Regions from separate parts of the Rattus norvegicus genome. Here region 1 is linked to region 2. The links are chromatin contacts, called in public Hi-C maps. All regions are on one chromosome and are shown on one strand. Each heading gives the region's core, a stretch centred on a gene start, on an enhancer-like site or on the middle of the called end of the contact. The rest is flanking DNA. Distances are from core to core; before and after follow the strand shown. Region 1 has its middle 82 kb from the start of F3. Region 2 has its middle 24 kb from the start of Slc44a3.

What was found. A called contact is a pair of places that touch in the nucleus more often than the background predicts.
Region 1: a Hi-C map of liver shows a contact between it and region 2, with 2.9 times the contacts expected there. The contact joins two enhancer-like sites. A contact is called at or near these places in 2 of 12 Hi-C or Micro-C datasets (both in liver).

The regions. Positions count from the first base shown.
Region 1 is chr2:212,427,591-212,431,929 of GRCr8, reverse strand. No RefSeq gene overlaps it. Among named protein-coding and RNA genes, the nearest start is that of F3, 82 kb to the left of the region's middle. Within about 2 kb of position 2,244, at least 7 of the 93 cell types and tissues checked have an H3K27ac peak or open chromatin away from gene starts, as enhancers often do. A contact at or near this core is called in liver, where this site is marked.
Region 2 is chr2:212,334,351-212,338,672 of GRCr8, reverse strand. No RefSeq gene overlaps it. Among named protein-coding and RNA genes, the nearest start is that of Slc44a3, 24 kb to the right of the region's middle. Within about 2 kb of position 2,567, at least 28 of the 93 cell types and tissues checked have an H3K27ac peak or open chromatin away from gene starts, as enhancers often do. A contact at or near this core is called in liver, where this site is marked.

The DNA of each region.
Region 1 (4,339 bases), core at 995-3,494, 94 kb before region 2:
CCTTGGCAGCACCCGATCAAGCTTGCCTGGTGCACGATGTGCAAGCAAGATAGTCTGTCACAAACAGGGAGGAAGGAGAGGACAAACACTCAAAGTTGTCTTCAGACACACACAATGGGGAACACACACACACACACACACACACACACACACACACACAAATAAAAATAAAACAAAGAATTTTTGAAGACTAAAAATCTAGTTTAGTGGTAGAGCACTTAACCAGCACGTGCAGTGCCCTACGTTCACTCTCTAGTAACACAGGCACGCATGTCAATAATGACTGTTTACTGTGGTAACATGTAGTAAACCATGTCTTGCTTCTTATATAATACATATGTCCATGAGTTAAGATCCAGCAACCCTTCCATAATATCACAAATAACGATAGAAACCCCATCCAATTCAGAATCCATGTTCGCACTCCTTGAAGGCCATACTACCCATGAGGGATTTCCATTTAAATGTGAGCTTCTTAGTTTTGCTAGTGAGTGCATTATGTAGCTCTTTAAAGACAAAAATAGCTGTAGTTTCTTACAAAGTCCACATTTCTTAGAAGAGACACTTTCCTGGAAATAGTGTAGTCCAGAGAGGTTTTGAATAAGTGGTTACACACACAGAGCATGTGGACATTTCACAGCTTGTCCAACTGTTCTATTTGTGTAAAGAAGTATTCTAAAAACTTCTTAAACTCTATCCTATCCTCATTACTTAGGGTAGAAATCTGGTTTGGTTTGGTTTGGTTTTATTCTAGGAACGTCAGTGGGATGATCTCAATGCTACTACAGAAGATCTAACTTTTGACAGTGGGGTCTCAGATGCTATAATCTCAGACGCCAGTGTCTCAAGAGATGCACAGCGCATCGGTCCAGCCCTGGTACCAGCAGCCTTGAGTACCCCTCAGCTCCCAGCTGGGTTCTACTCGGACACCAGTACAAGGTCCCCTTGGAGCATTCCTCTGTGCACAGTGGTGTTTCTATCCCTCCTCAGATCTCAAAGAACCAGAAGAAAGGCAGAGAATTAGAGTACCCGTTGCTATAAATGCTATCCATGTACCAACATGAGCAATGTCACCAACTTGCTAATCAGACAAGTTGTCCTGATTTAGCTTGCACCTGCAGGGGTGAAAAGCAAAGATTTGAAGATGACGTAGTCTTTTTTTTTTTTCTGCTGTGACAAGATGCCTGATGCTGAATGTCTTTAGAAGTGAAGGGGGTCCATTTAGCTCGGAGTTTGGAAGACTGGAAATCCTAGATCAAGCAGTTCTATGTGTTTGCCTCTGGGAAGGGTCTTCTGGCTAAGTCACAGCATGGTAAGTGGCGTCTTGGTTTAGAAGAGTGTGTGGGAGCAGCAGTAGTAGTACAGGCAGAGATGATCAAGCCATGAGAGAAGCAGTGAGAGAGAGTTCAGGTGGGGCCCACACTCGCCTCTCTGTAGCAAATCACCCTTGTAGAAGATACTCTACTTCCTCGAGTTCTAATCCTCTGAGCCCCACTTCCCGAATGCCTACCACTTTTCAGTATGGTTGCACCGGGACCCAGGATAGGAGGTTTTGAGAGACACTCCCTGTTCAAAGCCAGGATTCATCGCTGTGTCCCCGGGCCTGTTGTCTTTCTTTGCTTCTGCAGCAACTAAGAATGAATGTCAAAGAAGGAGAGAAGGACCGTGTTAATTATCATTCTCATCTCCGGGACAAAACGCTGACGTAAACACCATACAAGAGACAGGCTCTATTTTAGCTCACATTCACAGAGGGTTCTCATGACTGGGGCTTCTGGGTAGTAGGGAGGTAGGGCATCCTCGCAGTGAAAACATGTGGCATGATCTGTTCCCTTTAAGATACAGGGGATGTGGCCAGAAACTAGGCATAGCCCTCAGTCCTCGGAGATGTCATGACTCCAGCTCATCCTATGAGGCCAACTCTTACGGCCACAAGCTGGTGACATGGCTTTTCTGGCTGATCTTCCGCTATTGGATGGATGGTGGTAGGGGATTCTTGAGAGTGTCTTCTGGGAGTCCCTGGGATCAGACAAAATCTCCACTTCTGTCGCAAGGTCTGTAAACATCCTCATACTTGGACAGCAACGCTGGCATGGATAGCCTACTTAATCACTACCCCACCCCTCTGAGGAGAATGATGATTTCAGCCACTTGAGAAGAGAAACAGCCGTGACCCTTCCTGCAAGGCTGCCGATAACTCATTCCTTATAAGGAGAGGACAAACACCGGCCCCACGCTCAGGGCTCAGGAATGCACCTCTGTGTGAGTGCACCTGGTGATTGGACTTTACACCTGAGGGCGGTCGCTCCTGTGGGTAGCAGAATGGGGGACAGCTCCCTTCCCACTGAGGAAAGCAGGAGTAATTACAGGGGGTAATCACAGCCATAAAGATTCTGAATCAGCACCACAGTTACATTGAACTCGAAGAGGGACTCTTTTGCAAGCTAGATCTTTGCGTTATGTAAGAAACACGCTTCCTGTCCACTGAAACACCGTCTTCACAATGATTTACTTATTTGACCAAAAACAAAGCTCAACATACACGGGATCAACGGCAAGCCACCAGTAACTCTAGCTATTCTTCATTCAAATGCTCAGCAAGCCTGTACTTAGGGTCAGTTAACATCTCTACTAACTCAGTAACTAAACCGTTACTGGAGACAGTATTGAAGCTTAGGCCATTTGCTTGTGTTCTCTCAGTTAGTAAGAAACAGAGCTATGAAGCCACATCTCGCTGACTCCATAACCATCAGAAACCCTCCAGAGGAGCTACAAATCCCCTAAAGGTCCCAGGAGACAAGGGGCCTCTGGGCTGTGCAGTATGAAGGTTGAGTTCAGCCTCTCCAATGTGCTTCATGAGGATTTCCCAGAACTTAGGGACCAAATGGTATGTTTTCTGTGTGTGTGTGTGTGTGTGTGTGTGTGTGTGTGTGTGTGTGTGTATCTCTGTGTGTGTCTGTGTGTGTGTCTATGTGCATCTATGTCTGTGTGTTTGTGTGTATCTGTGTCTGTGTGTGTATCTGTGTCTGTGTGTGTGTCTGTGTGTATCTGTGTCTGTGTGTGTATCTGTGTCTGTGTGTGTGTCTCTGTGTGTATCTGTGTCTGTGTGTGTCTGTGTGTACTGTGACTGTGTCTGTGTCTCTCTGTGTGTGTATGTATGTGTGTGTATCTCTGTGTGTGTCTGTGTGTCTGTGTGTCTCTGTGTGTGTATGTGTCTGTGTGTGTCTCTCTGTGTGTGTATGTGTCTGTGTGTATGTGTATCTGTGTCTGTGTGTGTCTGTGTGTGTGTGTGTATGTGTGTGTGTGTTTTACAGGTTCACATGCAGGTATGTGCATATACATGTACAGGCTAGAGGACAACATTGCCTGTTACTCCTCCACAGTGTCCCTCAGTGGTGACTAGGTTAGGCTAGGCTGGCTGGACAAGATGCCCAGGTGCCTTGCCTGCCTCTGCCTCCCAGAGCTGGGATTACAAATGCACAACGCCACTCCTGCCTTTTACTTTTTCAGAAGTGGATTTTGGAAAGTGTCAGGGAATACTTCTTTACTGCCTTAGCTATAGAACCCTGTATTTTCTTCTAACTGCTTTCCTTCTAATCACTCGGAAAAATACAGAACCAAAAGCCAATCAATCACTGTAGCTTTCTTCCTCACTTGACACTGGAGAGCCCAGCTGCAGGGCTGTCTGAGGTCTTTCTGTGAAATGCACCATGCCTCAGCCTCCCTGCTGAGTTGGCCTGCCAGCCTGTCCTCTGGCTGTTCTCACAAGCCACCCAGGCTGCACCCTTTGGCTGCCCTCCCCCACATTCAATGTGCGGTTGTCCAGACAGTCTGCCCTGCCATGACCCCATTTCTTTATTTACTGTGTACTTATTGCATATGCAGGATGCAGTGCTGAGCTCCTGGGGTTAAGACAGTGATCTCTGCCCTCCCGGAGCAGACGCTCAGGACTGGAGAGTAAATAGCCACTGGTGTATACAATCAATCACTTTACTGTGATTATATAAGCCCTTCAGGAATTGCAAAATTGCTAAGGGTGTGAGTGCCTGACAGAAACCGGGACGAAGGCCTTCTTCAGTCTAGAATGGAGGAGATACCTCTTCCGGGAAGAAGCGAAGATGGCCGAAGGGCTCAAACAGAGAGGTGGCAGAGTAAGGCCAAGAGGTCATCCAGGAAGGACCTATGTGGAGCCATCTTCATAATTCTGGACATTATCTTACAAATGAAGAGATTACATTGAAGGGTTTCCATGGTAACCCTGTGCATGTGCAGAAACAGAGAAGCAATGAATGATGCATATGCCAATGGATTCTTAATGGTGCTAAGAATCAGTGAGGAA
Region 2 (4,322 bases), core at 1,318-3,817:
AAGGTTTGTGATGCTCGAGGAGCCTCACGTGGGTCATCCTCATAGCTTCCCACGGGCTTCTCTTCTTGCCTCCTACCATGCTCTCCTACTCCCCAACCTCCGCTGAAGTCCCTACAGCCCATCAAATACACCATGCCTTAGTCCATCCAGGAGCTTCTATAGCGTGGATCCAGTTTATTTGCTCATTTCTCTCTATATATGTATATATAATATATTATTACATATAATATCTATTTATTGTGTTATATTGTTATATTATATATTATACATGTATACCTTATATTACATAATATATATGTATATTATATTATATGTCATATTAAAATATAAATGTAATATTCATACATTTATATGAATTTATAATATTTAACAATTATAAATTATAAATATATAATTATATACACTATATAATTTATATAAATATATTTTAATATAGAGGTACTATATTTTAAATAGTATGTATAGTATATATAATTAATGCATATAGGTATATATTTATATATACATTAAATATTGAATATGTATATTTAAGATCATGCTTCCCACCCAGGGAATTTCTAAAAATAACTACAAGCCATTCACATATTAGCTTCATAGCCACCACTGTTGTGTTGTGCCCATCAAAATCTCTTTTCTCTGAGGCTTCCTGAAGCCCCAACACCCTTACCTCTCTTGGTCACAGGGATGTGCTTTAATGCAAGGGCAAATTTCAATGTGACTCGAGTCATGTTGTGCTAACCTCTGTATCTTGCCGTAGTAGCTACTCGATAAAGGTGTGTTGGTCTGAAGTAATTAGGGAATAAATGGATGGGGGGAAAATGCTTAGCCATGAGGGAGATACAAGTCAAAACCATATTTCAGAATGGTTAGCGTTTAATTAGTTAATGATTAATAATTAATACAAGCAGAAGTGTTAGTGAAGCGTGGGGGTGGGGACGAATCTGCTTACACTGCTGGTGAGCACAAATCAGTGCAGCCCCTGCGGAACTCAGAGTTCACTGAAATGGGGAGCAGCCCCGCCGGGCTCAGTGGGAAGGGAGAGTGTGCCCGTGCATCAACAGAATGATTCGGTCTTCTGTTCAAACGTCTTCTTAAAATGCTATACCTTTGATTAAGTGGTGTTCTTTTAAATGTTGTACAATGTGGGTTCGAATCTTAGTTCCACCTACTACCCATGAGACTTCAAACAGGTTATAAAGCTCAATATACCTCACCCAACTAGATGAGACCAGTAGTTTCCTGTAAAAATGTCACGGGGATTCAGCAATGTCACAAACAATGAGTCCCAGCCCTGTGCCTGGTACTTGCTAACTAGCTAATCAGTAGTAGTGTATCAAGATGTCCCTGCTGTCTCTGTGTTCAGACACCACCCTAAGGGCTAAAGGATTTTGTCTTGCACTCAGGCAGATAAACAACTCACTCTGATATGTTTTGATAAGATAGGACCACAAAGCTATAGGAACCAGGGTGAGTCAATTCCTAGAAAATGTGGTCTCTTCACGGAGCTTCAGAGTTTAAGTAGGATTTCATCAGGACAGAATAGGCTAGACATTCCAAGCAGACATTCCTACATCAAAGAAAGGCTAGGAGGACCCAGCAGGGTGAGGTTGGGCTGCGGCTCCTCCCGCTTCATTTTCTAGTAGCCTGCAGAGAATCGCTTTCTTCTTTCTTCTGGGCTCAGCAAACCTAGCCAGGGGCGAGGGGCTGATAGGAAGCTCCTTCCAAGGACAGAGAGTGTGGGACCCTCACAGACTCACTGCTGCCTCTCTGATGTGGGGGACACCAGGCCGAGTGCACCCTTCAGTCATCTAACGTGTCTGACTGCTGGTGGAAAGGGCAGAATTGCTAAGAGCCCAGCAAGGGAAATGGTGGGAAAGAATTCTTCTTAGAAACCTGGGCCAGCCTTCCCAAAAATCTCAGGACAATCCACAGTCGCTTGGCAGCCTGGCTGAGGTGGCCCAGCAGCTGAGGCAGTGCCAGCAAGCCTCCCATGCAGCTTTTCGCCACAAAGTCCCTGTTTCTTTTGGGTGCCAGCCATCTCCACAAGTCACACATGAGGTTTAGTACCAGAAGCGGAAAGTCACACAGACTGTAATACTTACGACCTTCCAAACATAAGCCTTCGCCTCCACGACTGGCAAGGAGATGCAGGGGTGGGGGTGGGGGAATAATGCCTGGCTCTGGGGAATTGTAGATGCAGCTGTGTATTTATTTATACATTTGGGGAAAGGGCATTCCGGGGATGTAATCATCTCATCGCCGGTGTAATTTGGGGCTGAAACTTGTAACTGTGCTAACGTTCCCTGCATTTTCTCCAACCCCTTATTTCAATCAAGAAACCAAGCTTCGTCTTTCTTATCCAGAGCTTTGGTAAAGTGGAGAGCAGACTCCTTACCAGAACAATAGAGACCAGAGGCATGGGGCAGGAAGAGCAGTAAGTTAAAAATGCACTTCCAGACACTGGCTCCATGCTCGCCAAGGATTGCTGGGACCAGAACTTAGACCTGAAGGGAATACAGAGAGCCCAGCCAGCTGCCTAGGCCAACAGCTAACTAGGCAGTACTTAAAGACAACTCAGAACTCAACGAGACTCTCCATGACTTAGTACCGACATCTCCCGGTCAAGACAGAGTCCTTCAAATGACTGAGCTGGAATTTCCTCCTAGACAAATAAAACAGGGACTAAATGAGCACTCTTTGCCAGTAAAAGCAGCCTTTCCTCTCACTCCCACGTGGAGAGCTTGTGACTGCCCCCGCCTGAGGAAACTGTAATGAACCTTCCTGAATGAACCTGGCCAGACACTTGTGATCTCAAGGCCCACTGCCTGGTCCTCATTGCTTCTAAATTCCCAAGTTCAAGTCCCAAAGAAGAGGTACAAAGTGAGATCGATAAGAAGGTGTACTTACATCCCAAGAAAAGGTACATATACTTAGATTCCAATCTATAAGGACAGAAGTCTAGGGACTATGTTTGGGAATGGACATTAAGAATATGGGGTGGGGGAAGAGGTAGAGGGGAGATTGGGAGGAGAGGTAGGAGAAAAACTGAGGTCGGGGATGTAATATATGAAAGAATAAGTTAAACACACTGAACTGGAAGAAGAACGAATATAGATGAAGTTAGATGAGGCCCAATTGGTTGTCGTGGTCTGCAAAGCAGAGATTCTGCATTTAGTGCTGTGGTTTGCTGAGGAAAGGTTCCAGGTAGAGGGTCTGCAAAGACATGCACCATGGAGGAAAGGTAGCTCTGATGTCGGAACTATGTTTCCTTTCCTCTTTTGTTTCAATAATGGGGACTGTTACCTCTGTCTCCTGCATGCCAGACAAGCTTTGTACCCCTGCACTCCAGTCCTTTTAAACCTTCTGTTTGGAAGTGAACAAGGGTCTCATTGCACTTTCCAGGATGACCTTGAATTCACTCTGCAGCCCAGGCAAGCCTTGAACTTGTAACCTCCCTGCAGGAAGAGGCAATACCGCATCCCTAGGGGCTCTGCAGAGAGCAATACCACTGTGGAAGGTCAGAAGAATGCTGGTCCTGCCTCATTCCTGCCTCATCTTCAGCTTGCTTATTTAGCAGATTCGGAGAACAGACAGCGTAGAGAGTGACAGTGGATCATAATAACCTTAGTCAGGTTATGGCTCCAGGGTAGCTGAGCTTCAAGATGTGGCAGCATGTGCCCCGATACCACTGTGGTATGCGACTCCTGAGCCAGCAATGCTTTTGTCTCAACCATAAAAGACAAGGAGGAGGAGGAAGAGGAATAGGAGGAAGAAGAGGAGGAGGAGGAAGGGGAGGAGAAAGAGGAGGAGGAAGAGGAGGTGGAAGAGGAGGAGGAAGAGGAGGAGGAAGGGGGAGGAGGAGGAATAGGAGGAGGAAGGGGAGGAGGAAGAGGAGGAGGAAGGGGGAGGGAGAAGGGGAGGAGGAAGGTGGAGGAGGAAGGGGAAGAGGAAGAGGAGGAGGAAGAGGAGAAAGAGGAGGAGGAAGAAGGGGAGGAGGAAGGGGAGGAGGAAGGGGAGGAGGAGGAGGAGGCCCTCGCCTCACCCCACATACAATTCAAAATGGAGGACAGATTTGTTTATTCTTTCTTCATGTATTTCATGTGTTTTGCTTACATGCACACGTGTATACCATATGAATAAGTGCTCCCTGTGGACATCAGAGGAGAGCACTGGATCCTCTGGAACTAGAATTACAGGTAGGTGGGTGCCGAGAGCTGAACCTGGGTCTTCTGCAAGAGCAGCCAGTGCTCTTAACCGCTAGGCCATCTCTCCAGCTCCACGATTCAAGATGAATAATAATCAAAATTTAAATCATAAGACTA